Linked DNA regions of Mus musculus: regions 1 and 2 are each linked to region 3. A link is a contact called in public promoter capture Hi-C data. All regions are on one chromosome and are shown on one strand. The core of a region is the stretch at or near the end of the contact, and the rest is flanking DNA. Distances in the headings are between cores, read along the strand shown. Region 1 holds the start of Slc10a1 (solute carrier family 10 (sodium/bile acid cotransporter family), member 1). Region 2 holds the start of Smoc1 (SPARC related modular calcium binding 1). Region 3 overlaps Gm20498 (predicted gene 20498).

The links. Promoter capture Hi-C pulls out the DNA fragments that hold promoters and counts their contacts.
Region 1: a contact with region 3 is called in a promoter capture Hi-C map of embryonic stem cells, with 2.9 times the contacts expected there. The contact joins the promoter of Slc10a1 here to the enhancer-like site in region 3. A contact is called at or near these places in 5 of 39 promoter capture datasets (the 3T3-L1 cell line, the C10 cell line, cranial neural crest and 2 more) and 2 of 9 other capture datasets (embryonic stem cells and macrophages).
Region 2: a contact with region 3 is called in a promoter capture Hi-C map of embryonic stem cells, with 2.1 times the contacts expected there. The contact joins the promoter of Smoc1 here to the enhancer-like site in region 3. A contact is called at or near these places in 4 of 39 promoter capture datasets (the 3T3-L1 cell line, embryonic stem cells, hippocampal neurons and 1 more) and 5 of 115 datasets of contacts at active chromatin or transcription factors (T-cell acute lymphoblastic leukemia, embryonic hindbrain, embryonic stem cells and 2 more).

Annotation. Positions count from the first base shown.
Region 1 is chr12:80,965,396-80,969,722 of GRCm38.p6, reverse strand. It overlaps Slc10a1 (solute carrier family 10 (sodium/bile acid cotransporter family), member 1), which reads left to right and starts at 1,644. Exons shown (of 4, transcript NM_011387.2): 1 at 1,644-2,134. The coding sequence starts at 1,779.
Region 2 is chr12:81,024,878-81,029,190 of GRCm38.p6, reverse strand. Smoc1 (SPARC related modular calcium binding 1) reads right to left here and starts at 2,383. Exons shown (of 13, transcript NM_022316.2): 1 at 2,033-2,383. The coding sequence starts at 2,128.
Region 3 is chr12:81,456,546-81,460,670 of GRCm38.p6, reverse strand. All of the region lies in intron 5 of Gm20498 (predicted gene 20498), which reads left to right. All of the region lies in intron 3 of Cox16 (cytochrome c oxidase assembly protein 16), which reads left to right. Among named protein-coding and RNA genes, the nearest start is that of Cox16, 27 kb to the left of the region's middle. Within about 2 kb of position 1,475, at least 2 of the 459 cell types and tissues checked have an H3K27ac peak or open chromatin away from gene starts, as enhancers often do. A contact at or near this core is called in embryonic stem cells, where this site is marked.

The DNA.
Region 1 (4,327 bases), core at 395-2,894, 490 kb after region 3:
ATAAATAAATAAATAAACGTTTTTTTTAAAAAAAAGATTTGCCTCAGTCTGGCTGGAGAGATGGCTCAGTGGTTAAGCATACTGACTGCGCTTCCAGAGGAGGTCAATTCCCAGCAACCACACGGTGGCTCACAACCATCTATAATGGGTTCCGATGCCCTCTTCTGGTGTGTCTGCAGACAGCTATAGTGTACTCATATACATAAAATAAATAAGAAAATCTTTTTTTAAAAAAAGTGTTCTTTGCCTTGGTCATGGTGGGGAAACTACACCTAACAGACCCGCTCAGTCTCATAGTTGAGGTGAGTCGGGGGAGTTCAGCTCAGGATGGCCATACCTGCCTCTCTAATGCTGCTGATGTTGCATGCCTCCCACCTGGTTTCCATCATGAGACCCACAGGCCCAACATGCAAAATAGAGCCATTGGGAGTGCAGTAAGAAAAGGCCACTCATCTGCAATGCCTAAAATTAACCTGCACACCCCACCTGCCCACAAACCTGGTAACTTCCTAGAATGCTATAAGCTGTCATTCTTGAAAAATAACAATGCCTCTTGGGAAAGTGGTTTATAGATTAGTCTTTGTTTGTTTGTTTGTTTGTTTGTTTTTGGTTTTTTGTTTTGTTTTTTTCGAGACAGGGTTTCTCTGTATAGCCCTGGCTATCCTGGAACTCACTCTGTAGACCAGGCTGGCCTCGAACTCAGAAATCTGCCTGCCTCTTCCTCCCAAGTGCTAGGATTAAAGGCGTGTGGCACCACCGCCTGGCATAGATTAGTCTTTAGAAACCCCCGCTACATGTCTGTCTCAGGGCACTTAGCTGAAACATTTCAGGAACTGGTTCTGACCAAAGTCTACCCCTTGGCTGGTATTTAATATTTAATAGAGCTTGCTTTATATATGGCCAAAAAATAGTGGAATTATTTTTTTTACCTGGTGCATCTCAAGCTTGCTACAACCTCACTTCCTTCTCTGAAGTCTCTCAAGTTATGGATACCTCAGGCACCAGCTAGTTACTCTCCACAGCTGGAGTTTCTCGTGAGCTGGGCTTTGGATAATCTCCAGGCTTCCAAGAGCCCAACGTACCCCAGAAAGTTTTTTCCCCTCTGGAGATAAGTAAGTCTTTCAGGGATTCATGGTGCCACCCCCCAACCAACCCCAACCCCCACAGGACACGTATGGTCTAGATATGGGCACAAAGCAAGGTCTCAGAGGAGGACAGTCATGGACACAGCCTCTCCTGAAGACAGCAACACCACATCGCCCCCCCATCCTGTCCCATGGCCCTCTGGCCTTTGCCACTTAGATGAGGAAGGCAAAGGCAGAAACAGTCTCTTTCTCTCGGGAACAAATGGTGACTCACTGAGGATAGGGAAGGCACCTTTTCCCAGGAAACAACCTGAGGTCTCCGAGACTGAGCTAGAAGCAGGAACTAAAGGGAAAGGTGGACATGTTTTGTTGCAGGTCCTGGATGGGTCTCAGAGACGCTATAGTGAAGCATGCTCAGCAGGGTAAAGAATGAACCCTGTGCTGGGTACGAGCTCCACTCGGCAGGCACAGAGGTCAGAAAACTTAAGCAAAGTAGGGGATCCGGGGAGATGAGGTTATGGGCTGTCTTATAACCACAACCGTGGTTCTGCAGGTTGCATAATCTTTTATTTGCCCACAGCTACATTTTGTCCAGAAACTCTGTCCTGAAAGAGGACTGAAGAAAACATCCAGCCAGCACTGGGCAAGGAAGGGCAGGAGCAGAGAGTGAGGTGGTGTTCACTGGGTCGGAGGATGGAGGCGCACAACGTATCAGCCCCCTTCAATTTCTCCCTGCCGCCTGGCTTTGGCCACCGGGCCACAGACACTGCGCTCAGCGTCATTCTGGTAGTTATGTTGCTGCTCATCATGCTCTCGCTTGGCTGCACCATGGAGTTCAGCAAGATCAAGGCTCACTTCTGGAAGCCCAAAGGGGTGATCATCGCCATAGTGGCCCAGTACGGTATCATGCCCCTCAGTGCTTTCCTTCTGGGCAAGGTCTTTCATCTGACCAGCATTGAGGCTCTGGCCATCCTCATCTGCGGCTGCTCTCCTGGGGGGAACCTGTCTAACCTCTTCACCCTGGCCATGAAGGGGGACATGAACCTCAGGTAGGACCGAGGGTTAAGAGGAAAGGGTGTGGGATGGGGTGCTGCCGAGATGTCATGATCTAGAGAAGATCTAGGCTGGAGCCAGGAGCGGGGAGGGACGTAGGAGCTGGATTAAGTTTGGCATTGATTGTCAAAGGTTTATGCTAAATTGGGGCAGCCTCTGGAATCTCTTTGGTTTAAATCCCAGGGGGAAAAAAAAAACATTAAGCTGGTCCAGAGGTATGTTAGACACCCCTGAACTCCCAGAAGTCTCTACAGGATCACTGTAAAGGAGAATAGATTTCGATGAAAGAGTTCCTCAGAACCACAGTCATCTGACTGGCAGGGTGTCAGCTCTGAGGCTGAAAATCTAGCAAGGGTATAATGGGTCCAGAACATTCCAGGAAGGCCAAGGTGACTTGGAACCAAACGAGCATCTTAAATTTCCTGCAGAGAAGAGACTCCAAAGGCTCTTCTCCAGTATCTGGGCATCCAAGGTATCTGCTAAGACCCTTTACCGAGTTGTCAGATGTGGTGAGATTGCCAACCAAAGAAACTTTATGTAGAATTGAGGCCCCAGCGATTGCCCAGGTTAGGCTGGGCTCCACTCAGTCTAACAAGAAGGGAGAAGGCTAAGACCAGCCTGAGCAGCCAGGTGGTGGTGGTGCATGCCTTTAATCCCAGCACTTGGGAGGCAGAGGCAGGTGGATTTCTGAGTTGAGGCCAGCCTGGTCTACAAAGTGAGTTCCAGGACAGTCAGGACTATACAGTAAAACCCTGTCTCAAAAAACCAAAAAAAAAAAAAAAAAAGACCAGCCTGAGCCTAGAGCATCCTGATCAGGTAGCACTCGTGAAGCGCCAGACTCCTTGGGCTTGGTGGAATATCTGTCCTTCACACAGCTGTGACTGTGGCAGTGAATGTCAAGGAGAGGGGCCCCTCTCAGCCTGCTCGGGCAGTGCACAGCATGGGTGAACTCACTCCAGACACAAAGCCAGTCTCCTCTAGGCCTGATTCTCAGTGGAGTTGTTCAGTGTCAAGTAGAGAAGGGACCGCAAAGGGAGCATACCTTGCCTGTGCCTAAACTTTACAAAGAAAACTTACCTAGAAGCCTCTCCTGGTGAGGCAAAACAGCAGGAGGGCAACTGGAAGGAGGGGCAAGGCATTAGTCATGCTGTCCTGTAAGCAAGGTTGGTCGCACCTTATACGTCCCAAGATGTTAAACCTCAGCTCTGGTGCAGGACTATGTAGTCACATTAGTCAGAAAGGGGGCACGGTGGGGAATCTGGGGATCTGTGGAAGCAGCCGATGGAACTGTGTGACCCAGTCTCTTCCTCCTAAGCAAACTTATCGTTCTCATACACATTAACCATGCCCCGATCCACCTGGCTGAGCGGGAATAATTATCATGTCCAGACAGACTTTGAATCCCTGTTGTCCTGAAAAGTGACTACATGCATTATTACAGCAATGACAGCAAAGCTAAGGACCTTCACTAAACAAACATTCTTTTCAACAAAGTCAATCTTTAAACTTACATTTTTTTTTAAATGTGTACGGGTATTTTGTATGCATGTATGTCTCTGTGTACGACGTGTGTGCCTAGTGCCCAAGGGAGACAGAAGAGGGCACTGGATCCCCCTAGAACTAGAGTTACAGTTCTAGTAAGTTCTGTAAGCAGCTATGTGGGTGCTAGGAATCAAACCCATCTGTCAGAGCAGCTAGTATTCTTCTCTCTCTCTCTTTCTCTCTCTCTCTCTCTCTCTCTCTCTCTCTCTCTCTCTCTCTCTCTCTCTCTCTCTCTCTCTCTTTGGTTTTTCGAGAGAGGTTTCTCTGTATAGCCCTGGCTGTCCTGGAACTCACTTTGTAGACCAGGCTAGCCTTGAACTCAGAAATCCACCTGCCTCTGCTTCCCAAGTGTTGGGATTAAATTCGTGTGCCACCACCACCCAGCAATTTTATTTTCTTAATACTCTTGTTGCCCACTGTATACATCCTGCACTGGTCCTTGTTTCGGCGGCTGACATGAAGGGGTACATACAGAAGGGAGTGCCATAAATGACCACATTCACAGATAAGGAAAGTCCTAGGGCTTAACACTTTCAGCCAGGGGCTGGCTGGCTGGCTTTAGAACTGGTATGTCTGCAGACGTCTTGAGAGCTATCCTGTATATTGACAGAGTGAATGGAGGCTGCCTGCCAGTCTCAAAGGCACTG
Region 2 (4,313 bases), core at 1,134-3,633, 430 kb after region 3:
TTACATTCACATCCCTATAGTCATCTACAGATATAGATATATATATATATATATATATATATATATAGTTATAGTTATAGTTATAGTTATATATATAGTTATGTGTGTGTATATATATATATATATACACACACATAACTAAAGATAGTAAATCTTTTTTAAAAGAGCAGTGTTAATTAATGTGTGTGAGTGTGAGAGAGAGACAGACAGACAGACAGAGACAGAGAGCAAGCTAAGACATAAGCAAGCCTATTTACAGGTACTGCTTATCTTCCACCACTTTTTGTCAAATTAATAAACTGAAGAAGTTGTCAGAAAGCTTAGAGTTTGTTTCCCCTAAAGTCCAAGCTTTCTCCTAAAAGCTGCTTTCTCCAGTTCCAGGAGGTAAGGAAGGAAAGCCATATGGCTTGGGATGTTAGACACGCCCGGCAGCAAGCAATGCCCCCACCATTTGTCGGAGGGCCTCTCTCCTTTCGACCCTCCTGTGGGCGGGCATCCAGATTGCAGTCGGGGTGCTCTGGTCTGCATCTTTGTCTTGACTGTTCCTAATTATTGGAGGGAACACCATGGCTCTCTCTTGCCTGACCTCAGAATTTAAGAGCTTCGAGTCCCCATATCAAACCATCAGCTTCATTTAAAAGGCATCCTCATCTGCATCCATAAAACCGCTCCTGGAGCCCCAACTTGCCCTAGCTTTGGGAATGCTGTCGAGGATTTATGACACACCCTGGATCTAATCTGCCGCCTTTAGCCGCTGCTGTTGCACATCTGGGCCATAAAAGCACGGGCCGGCCCGACACGGGGACAAACACTTTTCTTTCCTAAGTGGCTGCAAATCTGATCTCCCAGTGATAGGTGGGCTCGGATGTGAGCAGCTCAGCATCTGGGTAGCCATTAAGTTAAGTCAGGTTTTGCAAAGCTTTTCCTCCATACACTGCAGCTATAAAGATGATTCCCGGGTAGCAAAGGCCAGGAATAAAGAAGCTGCTATGGGAACAGGTGGTAATGGGGCTAGCCATCCAGGAAATGGGGCCAGAGGATATCCAGGGAAGAAAGCACAATTTGGTGGAGAAGCCAACTTCATTTGCTCAGAAGTCAAATCCTTGCTATTTTCCCAGAGAGATTCTCGCAGAATGGGAGCGGGCAAGCTGCTACCCAGAGGTCCGGCTTCTGATCTTACTGACCCTGATCCTTGCCCAGAGACTGCCTCCCTTACGTGTTGCCAAAGGAACCTCTAGGTGGTTTAACAAATACATTTTTAAGGCAGTGAAATTCTTTATTAGACCATTAGGAGGGAGCAGGGAGAACAATAATCTAGACCAGAAATGAGCACGGTGCTGCTGGTTCCCGTTTTTTTTACAATGCCCTGGACAACCCGTCCTGTGCACAGAATTGGCACATTTCGTGTGGTTCAGAAACTCCAATCAGATCAAGGTTCAACCGATCCAACCCAGGGGAGAAGTTCTTCCGAACTTCTCCACGGCTCCCTACCCCTGCCACTCCTCCAGGGCCAGGCCAGCAGGAGGGGGGCATTAAAATTATCTGCTGTGGGTTTTACGAGCAGCGATTGCTTTTTAAAACAACAACAACACAAGGTCCTTGTGTGGCTCGCGGGTAACCTAAAACTCTCTAGGCAGAGTGCCCCCCCCCGCCCCTTCTACACACACACACACACACACACACACACCCTCTGCCTGCCAAGAAAGCCAGCTCGAGGGACTGGTGCAGCGACAACATAGGGAAACTCTGCTCCAGCCAAGGCCGAGATCCCACCGACCTAGGAGGCCCAGGAGAAAAACCTCAGGAGAAGTTCGAGAAAGAAAACCCACCGGTGACAGGTCGTGGGGAGTCAGTGCTACAAGAAAAGGCGGGGAAGGAGGGGGGCAATGAAATTTTATTTCAGCAACTTCTCCAAGAGGCCTGCAAGGGACTAGACGGTAAAGTCGAGGACAAGGTCTGACACCTCCCTTCCCCCTCCTGTAGATGAGCGGCCAAGCGCAGGTGGGCGCGCGCAGCTGGGAGACGCACTTACCCTGGGGCCGGTGGTGCGGTGGCCGCCGGCCGGGGACAGCTGCACCAACACGAGCAGCAAGTGGGGCGTGAGCAGACGGACGCGCGCGGGCAGCATGGTGCCAGCGGAGCCGGGCAGCCACGAGCGGGCAGCGGGCAGGGGGGCTCAGGCTAGCTTCAAAGCACTTGGGGAGGTGGGGACCCTTGCAGCAGCTGGGAGTGGCCGAAGAGCCAGCGGCAGGGGCTGGAGGAGCCTGCGCCCGGGGTCACGGTCATGAACGGCGGAGGCCCGGAGCTGGAGTGCGAGCGTGTGCTCTGCGCGTGGCGCCTGCTGCGCTCGGCGTGGCCGCGGCGACAGCAGGTTGGATGCGGGAGCTCGGGCCATGGGAATTCCCGTTATAAACCCCGGGAGGGGAGGGGCGGGGCCCGGAGAGGCTGACTGACGGGTCGAGAGGCCTGTAGCAGCCGACCCTCCGGCAGGTGGAAGCCAATGGGAGAGAGATGAGAGGGGCGGTTCGTGGTCAGTACCCCACCCCACCCCCACCCCCACCCCCACCCCCACCCCCACCCCCCACCCCCCCAGGAGCTACACTGGCTTCCCGGCCACAGTGGGCTCCAGCAGAGGCTGGGATAAAGAGTAACTTTTTCTCAGCAAGTCCTCGCTGGGAACCTCCGCGCGCTCCAGCAGCCTCAGTCCCTCCTGAATGGTCACCTGGATAGTAAAGAAGCCTTACACACTTATCGTGTGTTAGTTCTTAGGCTTGAGTTGTCGCAACAGCTCCATGAAGCAGGCAGGGAAAATAGCTCCAAATGACCCAAAGTCCTTGAGAAATGTTTCCCGGAGGCCGCAAAATCAAGGGCAACCTGGGGAACCACCAGGTGCGGCCCACAGAGTGAGCTGCGACCTACGGGAAGAGGTATTCATTTATTTCAAAAAGAAAAAAAAAATCTCCTTACGGGTGACACCCAAGTTCCACAGCGGCTGCCTGAGATAATTCTGACGGAGGCGAACCGAAGCAGCCTAAGGTGGGTCCCCCGAGGGTCCAGTAAACTACCCCTATGGCCCTATGGTCCATGTGACCTGCGGTCAGAACCCGGGCATCTTGGCTAATCAGTCTGAACTTAAAGAACACAGGAGCAGCTTCTCTGTGGCCTAACAACGCTGGGGCGGAGGCCGGGGAGGAGAGGGCAGTCCCAGGAATCCTGGTCCCATATTGGGAGGAGGAAAGTTATGAATGGAGGAGATGGAGGAGTGTTCTGTGAGCACAGATATCCTAGAGACCTCCAAGGAGCAATTTCCTGGGAGCCCAAGCCTGGATTGTATAGGTCAGCTCTAAGCAGGCCTATCAGGTGCTAGAGCTCTTTCCATAGTGGTCCAAGAGGCCACCCTGAAAATGGTAACAGCTACATCGCATCACACACACTCACTTCAACCCAACAAAGTGTCTGCTGCCTTCCCCGCAAGAGACCCGTGATTATCTCCAAAAGTGGAACACAACTCTTCGTGCTTGATTTCCACCGGTCCAGGCCCGTCCCTTCGTGAAGAAAGATCCATTTCTCTAACCAGATTGAAATAAAGCCCAGGTTTCACAGCTCCCTGACTGCCCTGAGAGGTCCTGACAAAGATTAGCTCTGCTCCCTTCCAGCTTCTCTTCTCGATTATAAGAGCAAGCTAACCCTAACCCCCATCTGGCTGCATACAGACAGCCTTCACCCTACAGCCAGCCAGTCTTCCTGAACAACAAACCAGAATGCACCACTCTCTGTTCAAGGGGCTTTGCACCTCCCCCATCAGCCTCAGACGGGAATGTCCAGGCAAGAATAAAGGGTTCTTCAAACTAAAATGAAGCACATTTCTAAAAAAAAAAAAAGTGTCATGTCTCTCCCACCTGGACTCAGTGGCTTGATCATATTTTAGAGCCAGAACCCACCACCACTGCCATGGGGGTGAAATTCCAGTTCTGCCATCTAGTGGTAAAACCTTGAACTCACTCTGTTTTCCCCCTCTGTAAAATGGGAGCAAAAAATGGCGTCCATGCCATGTGTGTCTATGTGTATGTTATTGCCAAGACTAAAGGAGATTAAAGTGAGTATAGCCCTTAAAATGGTATAGGAAGAAAACAAGCCAATACTTCATAGTACTTTGTGCTCATGGAGTGAATATTTCTACTTTGCAAGCAGGTCAAAGGGCAATGCATGAGATCGACTTGTCTGATGGCCTCATCTGGTTAGTAGATGACCAAGCCAATTTCTAGACTAGGTTTTTTGGAGTCCTATTCTATCTCCATGGAGTCACATGGAGT
Region 3 (4,125 bases), core at 226-2,725:
TTTAGTTAACAAAGTTGTCTCTCCCTGTGGGTTTTTCTCTCCCTTTTTGTTTAATAAGCATCTCTTTTAAGGTAAGATTGGTTCTTTCTATAACTGCTTGTCCTGTGGTATTATGTGATAGTCCAGTAATCTGGTTTATATTGTAGTATGCAAAAAATTACTTCATCTTATTGGATACGTATGCAGGAGCATTGCCAGGTTTAATTTATACAGGTATCCCTATAATTGCCATTATTTCCTGTTGAGAGCTGTCCCGCGGCTCACATGGACTGGGGTTACTCCTGGGAGGCAAACTAGTGCAGAAAAGACAGAAACTAGGCAGTTGAAAGAAAAATGGAACCCAAGACAAGGTTCCTGATCAAAGCTCAAATGTTTAACAAAAATCTACGCTTATAAAGGGGGTAAACCCATCCCCTGCCACGCCAAGTTTCTTGATGTTGTGATGCCAAGTTGTCAGCACAGCCTTTTAGCAGTAAGTCGACAATTTCACAGGTTGCAGTTAACTCAGGAAAATCTAGGAGGACCTAGATTTTCAGCAGGTGGTAGGCAGTGTCACATCAAAGGAAACCAACTGAAGAGCTGCACTACAGGTGGCCCCGCCTCAGTGCCATAAGGTCTGAACCAGCCTGCTTTAGGCTGGAGGATGTTACAATTTCCAGTAAACCTGTAATTACACAGTCAGCCTTTTTCAGAACTTAGAGCACTTGCCCATTGAAACCTGAAGTATGTAAAATGGAAAACAACCATCTACCCAATGCTATTCTTTTGGTATCCCCTAGGGTTTTATCAGCAGGTAATAGAGTTTGATTATATAGAGAACATGTAGGAAATTTTTATTATTTTTCGGCTTGTTGTCAAGTGATGGAAATGTTTTAAACCGTTTTTTTAAAGAAAAACTTCTTAAAAATTAATGTTTTTCATGAAAATTGTAGGCTTATAACTTTTTTGTAATTGGTCACTTTTTTGAGCTAATGTACTGGGCAAACCTGTATGAGACCAAATATAAGTAATGTATAATAGATAGTTTTTACTTCAGATGGCTTGTTGTAATTGTATAAATAACAAAATTGTTTTTGAGTTATCAGGTACAAATTTAGTAATCTCTATATTGAAAAAATATAAAAGCAAAATTCTAGGCTTTTAGGCCCAGGCTTGGGAATGTGACCTCTGTAACTCAATGCTCCAAGGTATGCTAATCATAAAACAGATAGCGACATTCCTCCACCCACCTGCTTCCTGGGTTCAAAGAGTGTTCATTCAAAGAAAGTCACCCTGCCCCACCCAGACCATTGCTGGAACCCGCTATGCAAATGTGCTATTGTTAGGGGCTCTTAGAAACTGTCTTGAGAGATAACCCGAACAATTACCAGGTATTCTTTGTGACTCTTGTGACTTTGCACTTCTTTGTGACTCTTAACTGGTATCTTTGGTATTTTCCAACAAGCCCTCCCCACTTCCTTGAATTGTGGTTTCTTCCTTTAAATACCCCCTTACCCAGCTACTTGGGGCGCCAGGGTCCTCTACCCCTGCATGGTGTAGGACCATAGGCCCGAGAACGCTCTTGAATTAAAAGTCCTCTTGCAGTTTGCAGCAAGACCGTTTCTCGTGAGTGATTTGGGGTGTTGCCTCTCCTGAGTCAGAACGTGGGCGAGTCCTCACATTGTGGGTCTTTCAATATGAAGAATGACTCTTTTTGCATATAAACGATTAGTAATTATTTTAAGAGATTCAAGATAAATTAATAATACTTTAAGGAATGCATATAATTTTGATTTTTCAACTGATGTTTATGGACTTTTGATCACCTTGCTTATTTTATCTGATTTACAACCTGTCATCCCCATTTTGTTTGTATCACTATAAAATGTTGGTGCCTCTGGAATTGGTGTTTTCTTTTTTTTCTTTTTACAATATGTAGAAGAATTTAATTTGTTTTTAAAATACACTGTATACATTTGCTTTTTGAATATTTGTTAGTAATTTTACCCAAGTAGTTGCTACAAGCTCTTTGTCAATTTTTATTGATCACCCATAATGACATAATCTTATCATTTGTAAGAGGAACTAAAATTTTGGTTGGATTTGTTGCTGACAATTGTTCTAATTTTATTTTACTTTTATTTTTTAAAGTTTATTCTTTTAATTAGGTATTTTCTTCATTTACATTTCAAATGCTATCCCAAAAGTCCCCCAGACACCTCCCCCCCCCCCACTCCCCTGCCCACCCACTCCCACTTCTTGGCCCTGGCTTTCCCCTGTACTGAGGCATATAAAGTTTGCTAGACCAAAGGGCCTTTCTTCCCAATGATGGCTGACTAGGCCAACTTCTGATACATATGCAGCTAGAGACACGAGCTCAGGGGGTACTGGTTAGTTCATATTGTTTTTCCACCTATAGGGTTGCCGACCACTTTAGCTCCTTGGGTACTTTCTCTAGCTCCTCCATTGGGGGCTCAGCTCCATTAGCTGACTGTGAGCTTCCACTTCTGTGTTTGCCAGGCCCCGGCATACCTCACAAGAGACAGCTATATCAGGGTCTTTTCAGCAAAATATTGTTGGTGTATGCAATGGTGTCAGCGTTTGGAGGCTGATTATGGGATGGATCCCCAGATATGGCAGTCTCTAGATGGTCCATCCTTTCGTCTTAGATCCAAACTGTCTCTGTAACTCCTCCCATGGGTGTTTTGTTCCCAATTCTAAGAAGGGAGAAAGTGTCCACACTTTGGTCTTCGTTCTTATTGAGTTTCATATGTTTTGCAAATTGTATCTTGTATCTTGGGTATTCTAAGTTTCTGGGCTAATATCCACTTATCAGTGGGTACATATTGTGTGAGTTCTTTTGTGATTGGGTTACCTCACTCAGGATGATACCCTGCAGGTCCATCCATTTGTGTAGGAATTTCATAAATTCATTCTTTTTAATAACAGGATAGTACTCCATTGTGTAAATATACCACATCTTCTGTATCCATTCCTCTGTTGAGGGGCATCTGGGTTCTTTCCAGCTTCTGGCTATTATAAATAAGACTGCTATGAACATAGTGGAGCATGTGTCCTTCTTACCAGTTGGAACATCTTCTGGATATATACCCAGGAAAGTTATTGCAGGATCCTCTGGTAGTACTATGTCCAATTTTCTGAGGTACTGCCAGACTGACTTCCAGAGTTGTTGTACAAGCTTGCAATCCCACCAACAATGGAGGAGTGTTTCTCTTTCTCCACATCCTTGCCAGCATCTGCTGTCACCTGAATTTTTTATCTTAGCCATTCTGACTGGTGTGAGGTGGAATCTCAGGGTTGTTTTGATTTGCATTTCTCTGATGATTAAGGATGTTGAACATTTTTTCAGGTGTTTCTCAGCCATTCGGTATTCCTCAGGTGAGAATTCTTTGTTTAGCTCTGAGCCCCATTTTTTAATGGGGTTATTTAATTTTCTGGAGTCCACCTTCTTGAGTTCTTTATATATATTGGATATTAGTCCCCTATCTGATTTAGGATTGGTTATTTTACTTTTAGAATTAATCTTTTTCATATATGTCTTTAATTTTTTATTTTATTTATGACCTAAGAAAATTTATTGTACTATCTTTTCTTTGTATAGTGAACCCAGTAGGAGAATGAGTTGAAGGTAACATTACCAGAACATAATTAAATTTAGGATTAATTTTATCCACATATGCCTCTTGCAGTTTTTGTTTTATTAAAGTTAATCTTTTTTTTTTTTTTTTTTTTTTTTTTTTTTGCTTTAGCTATTAAACATCTTGGATTGTTTTAATTTGACTCTCCTTTTAATGTTTGAAACAAATTATTTAACTCATGTATATTTAATCTAATTGTAGACTTCAGCCAGTTAATATCTCCCACTAATTTTTGAAAATCATTAAGAGTTTGCAGTTTATCCCTATGACTGTGTACTTTTTGTGGTCTATTTTTTTTTGAGCATTTTTTCTGTATTTTTTTGAGTAATCTATAACCCCCAGCATGGGAGAATTTTTGTGTTTGTTTTTTTTTTTTCAGTAAAAAGTTAATCTTTTATTATTTGCAGATTGCACAACCTTCATATTAGTATATAATTGTAAACTTATAATTCCAAAATCCTATAGTCTTTTCATTATTAATAATGAT